3 separate regions of the Mus musculus genome follow, and all the other regions are linked to region 3. Evidence: chromatin contacts called from public Hi-C data. All regions are on one chromosome and are shown on one strand. Each heading gives the region's core, a stretch centred on a gene start, on an enhancer-like site or on the middle of the called end of the contact. The rest is flanking DNA. Distances are from core to core; before and after follow the strand shown. Region 1 has its middle 100 kb from the start of Otc. Region 2 holds the start of Mid1ip1 (Mid1 interacting protein 1 (gastrulation specific G12-like (zebrafish))). Region 3 holds the start of Tspan7 (tetraspanin 7).

Region 1 (2,700 bases), core at 39-2,538, 130 kb before region 3:
GGGAGTCACAGGAGATGAGAACATCCCTACATCCCAGAAGGCTACCACAGGTGTTCTGCTGCAGAGCTGGAGATGCAACAAGGGGATTGGATGTAAGGAAACAGAGGGAGGAGAAGATCTGCAGTCAGCCTACCTGGTTTTCTTATGTGCTTTCTCTCTTAAAAAAATCTCTAAAAAACAAAGGAACAAAAAACACCCAACAACAACAACAAAAAGGGCCAAAAAAAATGCATACATACCCCACCACCACCACCACTACCACCACCAGCAACAACAATAAAAAACCATGGAGTTAGTTTTGTGTCAATCAACTACTCCTGAGCATGAGGTTTTCCCTAGAGTGTGGTTGATAGACCCATTAAAAAAAACTGATTTTCCCTCTCCCAGCAGCTATCAGTTGAACACAGCTTCTGGATAAGTGGTGGGACTTGGTGCCCACTTTCCCGTTTCCATACTAAAATTTTGTCTGCCTTGGATTTGTGCAGGTGTCACATAATGCCACTGTTTCTGTGAGTTCACATGTGTGTCATCCCCTTTGTGTCTAGACGATTCTATTTTCTTAGTGTGGTCCACTATTTCTGGCTTTTACTATCTTCTCACTTTCTCTTCCACATAAATCTATGTGGACTTAAGGGGATGGGTTTGATGACAACATCCCATGTACGGCTAAGTGTGTTAAGGTCTTTCACTGCACATAGCCAAGTTGTGGGTCACTTCACTAATTGCCATCTGCTACAAGAAGCTTTTCTGATGATGGCTGAGTGAGGCATGATCTATAATTGCTAGCAATATGACATTGGAAGTCATTTTATTGCTACGTTCATTTAGCAGACTAATAGTATTAGATTTTCCCATAGGGCCTATGACACATCTAGTTTCAAGTTTTTGGCTATTTTAGTAATGTCACATACAGGTTCTAGCTCATGGAATGGACCTTAAATCCAATCAAAGAGTGATTAGTTACTCCAATAATGTTTGTGCTAACAGTATTAGTATTTGCAAGCAGGTTGCTGTTGTAGTCACAAGGTTTGTAGCTGGAGAATATTGATGCTCAGTTTTCTCCTCCAATAGTAAGCACAGTGCCTTTCAGTACCATAAATGCTAGTCAGTGGGACTGAAGCTTACACTTTCCTGGGAATTTCACTGAAACCCCCTTGTGAAACCTTAGTAGTCCCTGATTTTATCTTATCACTTTGAAATTTCATAAATCAAAGACATCTCCTGAGTGGGGAGGATGTAGAGATTCTTAGCAACCCTTTGAGATTTATCTTAAAGGCCTCAAATGGGTATGCATGACTAATGCTAAGATACTTAGTTACAACTCTCTCTCTCATGGGAAGCCAATGCTTATGCTGAGACAGGGGGAGGGAGAGACAGACAGACAGACACCGACAGGGAGAGAGAGAGACACTGAGACATACAGAGACACACACAGAGAGAGACAAAGACAGAGAGAGAAGTGTGAAAATGGCCATAGAGGTCAGGAGAGGGCACCAGGTCCCTTGGATCCTCCTGGCATGGATCCTGGAAACTGAACTCAGGTCCTTGGGAAGAGCAGGAAGCACTCTTGATTTCTGAGACATCTCTCTAGCCCCTTTATTAATTTTTAGTACATCTCTAATGCTTCTTTGTCCTGGCTAATCCTGATAATATTTTCTTTCATGATGCAAGCCACACATCTTGGGTTTGCCTGAGTTGGAATCTCTAAAACATTAAGGGAACTCCTAGAAGCGTTGGTGACAACACAAAAGCTGTTCGTCTGTCTCTTCACTAATAACAACCCAATTAAGAGACACAGATGCAGCCTATTGGGAATACAAGCCTGCAGGGAACTAAGAAGTATAAAAATGATAAAGGAATTGGAATTATGGGCAGAACTCTGGCAGCATCTACTTCCATGAGTGACCTTCCATGTAGTGGGAGGTTAGTAATGTACACAAGAGGCATTATTAGGGATGACTTCAGAACCAATACTCTATTCCAGATAAATAAGATGTCATTGGTATTTTATTTACTTGATTTGCCTTCACAACTGTTTGCTAATCACATGCTAAAAGAAAATTCCAGTGTATTATGTATACTCGGGTTTTCCCTAGTCACACGGTGTTGAGTCAGATGGCTCCTCTGAGACTGCTTTTGAAATTTCACAGACGTGCCAGGTAATCCCTCTGTGTGAAATCAACACCCAGACTTGTGTTGGAATTAAACCAGAGTTCCCCTGACAGTAACGAGAGGAACAAACAGAGCTTTGTTTTCCTGCTAATGAGAGCAAACATCTGTATCCCTGGTGGCCTTCCTTGGAAGTATTGTAATCCTGAGATGATCAGAGACAGGCCAGAGGTATAGCTCAAAATAGCAGAATGAAAAACAAGAAAAAGAATAGAACCTGACAGAGATAAACAAGTACTTTAACCTAGAGGTAAAAACTTATTGGCAAAGCACATTTGCACTCATAGACTTTCAAGATTGATCTTTTGTGTTTTGATTCATCGGAGTGATACCAATAGACATTAGGACCCAGAAGGTCCCTCCCAAAGGATTACAGGTCTTTGTGTCTAGAACAAGAAATTGAGCAGAGATGTACAATAGCAGTAGAAGCACAGATGTTTGATTTAGAAAGTATAAGCTTCAGGGGGGGGGGGGGCGGTAAGGTAGATGGAGCTAAGAGAGAGTTGAATATCTCAAAGGGCCATGCTGTGC
Region 2 (2,700 bases), core at 143-2,642, 230 kb after region 3:
CTGATCTCCTTAGCTCCACGGGGCAGATAACAAACATTATTTCATGTTTAAAAGAACATGGGACACTGAATCAGAAGGATGAGTAGCTGTCGTTCCAAATCAAGCTGGCTGGCTGGCTGGGACTGTGTCTCCATACATACATACATACATACATACATACATACATACATACATACATAAGAAAGCATTGGAAGCATGGGTTATGATCTAGAACCAGTAAACCAGAGGGAGATGGAGATTTGCCAGTCTGGGTTCTAGAGTTACCAATGACTTTTCTGTCTGTTATCAGCTCTTGTTCCCTTCAAAATTGAAAAGAGACATGATTTTCGGTAGACAGTACCAGTCCTTCAAGAAAAAACAAACAAACAAACAAACCCACATGCATAAGTGTCTCTCCTTGTTTGGGGCGCTTTTTTGTCTTGCAGGGGAATGCCATACTAAAACTTCCCCCCGAAGACTTTAGTGGGAAGAAATTTAAAATTAGAAGCCTGAGTCATCTTATCTGGAGGAATGGAAGAGCTGACTGGAGGTTGAGGGATGTGGCAAAGGAAATGAGATGGGAAATGAGTATGGGCTCAGGGCTGGGAACCTGAAAGAGGAGTTTCAAGTGTAAAACTTGAAAGGTAGATCCAGGGCTATGGTACACAGCTTAGGCTTATTAAGTAACCCTTGCTTAAGAACTATCTTTTGAAAGGAGCACTTGACACACACTCCAGAAAGTTATTGGGTATACTCCCATTTTTTTTCTTTAAATGATAAGATATACCCAACACCAGTCCTAACTTCTGCCACCTTCTCCTAGTCTTTTTGATAGCCAAAAGGGCCACAAGGCCCAAGTTCACACTCCATTGCCATGCTCTTATCTCTTGGTGGGGGACACAAAACTATAGATCAGATGACCAGGGTGCTCTTCATACCTGGCAGCAGTAGTAGGAAAGACCCCGCCAGGAGGGAAGCAAATGCCTCAGTGTTCCCATCCCCCTGCAGCTGACCACGACCTGGGCCGTGGAGGGAGCACCCCATGTCCACGTGCATCCGGCATGTCCTGCTAACTCTTCTTACATAAGATTCCCAAGTATGGAGTCAGGGCAGCTGTGAATCCCTCTTACCCGACGTCTAATAATAAATCGAGGCTAAATTTCCGGACTGCAGTCACTCTAGGTTCAGGATTGAGGGGCTCTTTTGCAACCCGGACACACAAGCATTCCGGTCATCCCACCCGGAGAGTGCGCGCCAAGCCCGCCCAGCCCGCGCGCGCCAGTCCGCCCTCTGGTTTGGACGGCGGCTCCTTGGGCTCAGTGCCTCGCCCTCCCTCCCCCAAACAGCTTGTTCTGGGTTTGGTGCTGGGGTGCGGCCGCTCCATCCTCCCAGCCCTACCCTGCCTTGCCCTGCTGGGCCGCCCTGCCTTAGCCCGGGTATCAGGCGAGAGGCGGAGCCACCCGGCGTGCCCCGCCCCCGCGGTAGAAAGGGTTGGGCGAGTGTTACTCGCGGTCAGGGCTGGGACCTTTTATCTGTGCTGCTGGAGGAGGTAGGAGGAGGAGACATCAGGGGTGGTCCTGGGCGCCTGGGACACCTTTCCCGGACTATAAATTGAGCACCTGGAATGGGCAGGGGGCCGGAGCAACCACAGTCGCCCTTACTCACAGTCCGATCAGTGACCGCAGCAGCGCCCTTGGGCAGCCACCGTCCGCAACGCAAGCACTGAGAACCAGGGGATTTCGCAGTGCAAGAGGTGGGTGTCCCCGCCCTTTGGCAGCCCGGGCTAATATGGTTGCTTTCGCTTAGGTTTTAGAAGGGAGAAACCAGAGAGTCCGGGATGGGGGAGATTTTTTTCTCCTTTTTTTTCAAAGGTCTTCTGCTAGTATTGGAGGAGGTGATACCGGCTGGTCCCAAGGAACCACCCTTGTGCCTTCTCTGGCCAGCCTTGGTCAGGGTGGGAGCATCGCGCGGACCGGATGCCGGGCATCCTAACCGGGTGGGTAATTTGTTCTTTTCGTCTCTGTCTCCCAAGCAGAAAAAGGCTAGACCCAGCCACCCACCGTCAATCCTGAGCCAAAGATAAGAGCAGCCGGGCCTCACGAAGGGCTGAGCTGAGAAAGAAGCAAGTTAGAGAGGGCGGAGAAGGATCTGGGAATCCCGTCACACCGGCTTCAAGCAGGCTCCCGGCATCAGCCTCTGAGAGCGCTTGAAGGCGGCATCGCCAGCGGTCTATCTCCGTGTACCAGCGTCCCTGTGTTTCCGCGCCCGCTCGGCCACCATGATGCAAATCTGCGACACATATAACCAGAAGCACTCGCTCTTTAACGCCATGAATCGCTTCATTGGCGCGGTGAACAACATGGACCAGACGGTGATGGTGCCCAGTCTGCTGCGCGACGTACCCCTGTCCGAGCCGGAGATAGACGAGGTCAGCGTGGAGGTAGGCGGCAGTGGCGGCTGCCTGGAGGAGCGCACGACCCCGGCCCCAAGCCCGGGCAGCGCCAATGAAAGCTTTTTCGCGCCCTCCCGGGACATGTACAGCCACTACGTGCTGCTCAAGTCCATCCGCAATGATATCGAGTGGGGAGTCCTGCACCAGCCTTCGTCTCCGCCGGCCGGGAGCGAGGAGAGCACCTGGAAGCCCAAGGACATCCTGGTGGGCCTGAGTCACTTGGAGAGCGCGGATGCGGGCGAGGAAGATCTGGAGCAGCAGTTCCACTA
Region 3 (2,700 bases), core at 83-2,582:
TTTCTTTGGGGAATCAGATGAAATCTCTGCAGACGCAATACTATGTGCTTGTCTTTGCAAAGCTAGCCACAGGAAATCTACGTAGAGTGTATATTATTTTCTATTCTGATATAGTTCACAGGCTATAAAGGTCATTCTTGAAAACTATGTTATCCATTGGTTTTTATTATTCTCACAAGACCATGCAGGCGCCCATCACTACTAATTTTACAACACTTTCCTCACTCCCCAAATCAAAGCAATCACCCAAGCCATCAGCTGTACTCCTTATTCCTGCCCCCCACCCCGTCACCAACCGCTCACCCATTTTTCCCTCTCTATGGGTTTGTTTATTTTAGATGTGGGTAATTCGGTATGCAATTTTTCTGTATCTGGCTCCTTTCACTATGCATACTTGGAAGGTTTATTGCTTGGAAGCACGGGTCAGCAGCACCTCATTCTTTTTTACAGACGAAGTTTTCCATTGGATGACAAGTGAACCATCCGTTTGTCAGCTGAGCTCGCTTGGACTGGTGTTCTCCACATTCGTGCCCAAGTTCTCCGGTGGACTTGTGTCTCCATTTCTCTCCCATAGATATCTAGGAGTGCAGTTCTTACCGTGACTTTACATTCAACTTTTGGAGCAAATAACAGGTTGTTTCCCATTTTGCTTCCTTGCTGCAGTGGGGCTCCACAGGAGAACGGCAGTGCTCTCTAAGTGAGGCAAATGAATCTCTGGTAGTTTAAAGAAATTTTGTTATTGTTGTTATCTGTTAAACATCTAATATGTAGGAAGAACGTTGCTAAATCTCGTTTTTGTCATTTCCAAAGGTGAGGAAATCGAAAACTATGAAGTTCAAAGGGAGTCTATAGAGAACTGTAAAGTAGCCAGGATTTGGGTGTCTCTGAACTCCAGGGTTCCTTACTATCCTTCAAGGTGTCTCTCTGGTTGTCACAATCTGTTCCTGGCATAGACAAGGCAAGGACATGACTCCTGAGTGTCCAATCGCCAAGAGCACTCTATACAATCATTATGTAGGCAGGTTCAGGCCCTGTTTCCAACAAAGCCGAAATCTTAAAGCTAGGGTGGTCTGAGAAAGGCTACCCTGACCTCCAGCCCAGCCTCTAGGCTCTCAGGTTCCTTCTGACTTCAGCTGGAAGTCTGTGCCTGGGCCAGATTGCAGACTTGGGAGGCATTCCTAGCAGTTAGTTGCTCCTTCTCCCCAAGCTCTGCAGGGCGCGCGCGAAGGCAAGCGCGCCGCCCAGCCTGCGCGCGCACGGGAAGCTCCGGCAGCACGCGCTCCCCCTCCCGCCCCGCCTCCCTCGGCCCCGCCTCCTCCCCCTCCTGCGCCCGCCCGCCGCCCGCCGCCACTGCCGCCGCCGGAGCTGAGTAGTATGGCATCGAGGAGAATGGAGACCAAACCTGTGATAACCTGTCTCAAAACCCTCCTCATCATCTACTCCTTCGTCTTCTGGGTGAGTGCCCACTTCTGGCTACTGGCCGGGCCGCGGTCTATCAGACCGTGTGGTGATGCTCTTAGAAAGAAAGGTGGAAGGAAAACCCAAACCCCAAACCCGATCTTAGCCGGTGGACAAGGAGACAGCCGCAGGCTGCTGGGTCGGGGCTGTGAGATGGTAGGGTGCAGGTCTGGGCTGCTCCAACCCTCGAGTTTGTCCGACGAAGGCTGAAGTGGGCTGTGTGGTGGCGGTGGTTGCAGATTTTTCCACTCTTCCAAAAAAAAAAAATTTTTTTTAATGCATTGATTTCTTAAACTCTCAGGACAGGATCAGCCCCTGGGGAAAGTTGTTGTGATTTGTCTGTTTGCTCTTTTGGACTTCTCTCCTTACCTTACCAAGCCAGTTTTGGGTGCCTGTTGGAGCTAATGGAGCTAACCTGTGGCGGGCTGGGAGCGGGCGCAGGACGGCGGGGTTAGATCTAAGATCCCGACTTAGTCCTAACCCTGCAGGGCTGTGGGAGAGAGTCGCCAGGAATCTTCTGCCTGACTGGACAAGGGCGATCAGTCTCCCAAGCGCACTAATGCGGGACAGGCGCCGCCACCGCGTGGAGGCGCACGGAGAGGGTCTTACATAAGCCAGGGGTATCTTTGAGCTTCCTCAGCGACTGGCTCTTACGACCCCTTTCAGATTTCTTTCCACCCCTTACTGTTTCCACTCGGTTATTGTGTTTTTCTGTGTGAACCCAATCTGCAATGCCCAAGAGGAGGACCCCCTACCACCTGGTGGCTGCGGCAGCGCCCCTGTTCCCCACCTAACTGGTACTGCTACTAGTCCTTGAGCTCAATGCAGAAAGGTGACGTCAGCCCTTCAGCCCAGGCCCGCGAAGGGCTGCGTGGTGCACCTCGCTGAGGGATGCGCCCTTCTGTGCGCAGGAGGAGGGAAAAGGGGAGGAGGGGGCTCTGGGCTTATGCCTTACCTCATCCTGTTTGGCAATTCATGGAATCAGTGCAGGGTTGACACTGCAGTGATTTCATTTGCAGAGGTGGGTGGTACCTAAAGACCATTTCCAGTTCTTTCTCTCTTCACATAGATGCCCACCCTAGTTCCCTCTTCCCACCTCAAGTCACAGCCACCCTGCAAAGGAATGAATACCTGCCACCACCACCCTGGCCCCCCGCAACACCATGATCTGGGTCATTCCAGCTCCCAAAGCAGTCATTTTGAAACCTGAATCCCTGTTTAAAAAGATAGACAGACAGACAG

Evidence for each region. A called contact is a pair of places that touch in the nucleus more often than the background predicts.
Region 1: a Hi-C map of olfactory sensory neurons shows a contact between it and region 3, with 2.5 times the contacts expected there. The contact joins the enhancer-like site here to the promoter of Tspan7 in region 3. A contact is called at or near these places in 2 of 39 promoter capture datasets (hippocampal neurons and stem cell-derived epiblast-like cells), 2 of 484 Hi-C or Micro-C datasets (nephron progenitors and olfactory sensory neurons) and 2 of 9 other capture datasets (liver and pancreatic islet).
Region 2: a contact with region 3 is called in a Hi-C map of rod photoreceptor, with 6 times the contacts expected there. The contact joins the promoter of Mid1ip1 here to the promoter of Tspan7 in region 3. A contact is called at or near these places in 7 of 484 Hi-C or Micro-C datasets (the N1E-115 cell line, cardiomyocytes, cerebellar granule neurons and 4 more) and 1 of 115 datasets of contacts at active chromatin or transcription factors (microglia).

Annotation. Positions count from the first base shown.
Region 1 is chrX:10,353,928-10,356,627 of GRCm38.p6, forward strand. No RefSeq gene overlaps it. Among named protein-coding and RNA genes, the nearest start is that of Otc, 100 kb to the left of the region's middle. Within about 2 kb of position 1,289, at least 4 of the 459 cell types and tissues checked have an H3K27ac peak or open chromatin away from gene starts, as enhancers often do. A contact at or near this core is called in olfactory sensory neurons, where this site is marked.
Region 2 is chrX:10,715,973-10,718,672 of GRCm38.p6, forward strand. Mid1ip1 (Mid1 interacting protein 1 (gastrulation specific G12-like (zebrafish))) reads left to right here and starts at 1,393. Exons shown (of 2, transcript NM_026524.4): 1 at 1,393-1,732; 2 at 2,015-2,700. The coding sequence starts at 2,258.
Region 3 is chrX:10,483,784-10,486,483 of GRCm38.p6, forward strand. Tspan7 (tetraspanin 7) reads left to right here and starts at 1,333. Exons shown (of 8, transcript NM_019634.2): 1 at 1,333-1,455. The coding sequence starts at 1,375.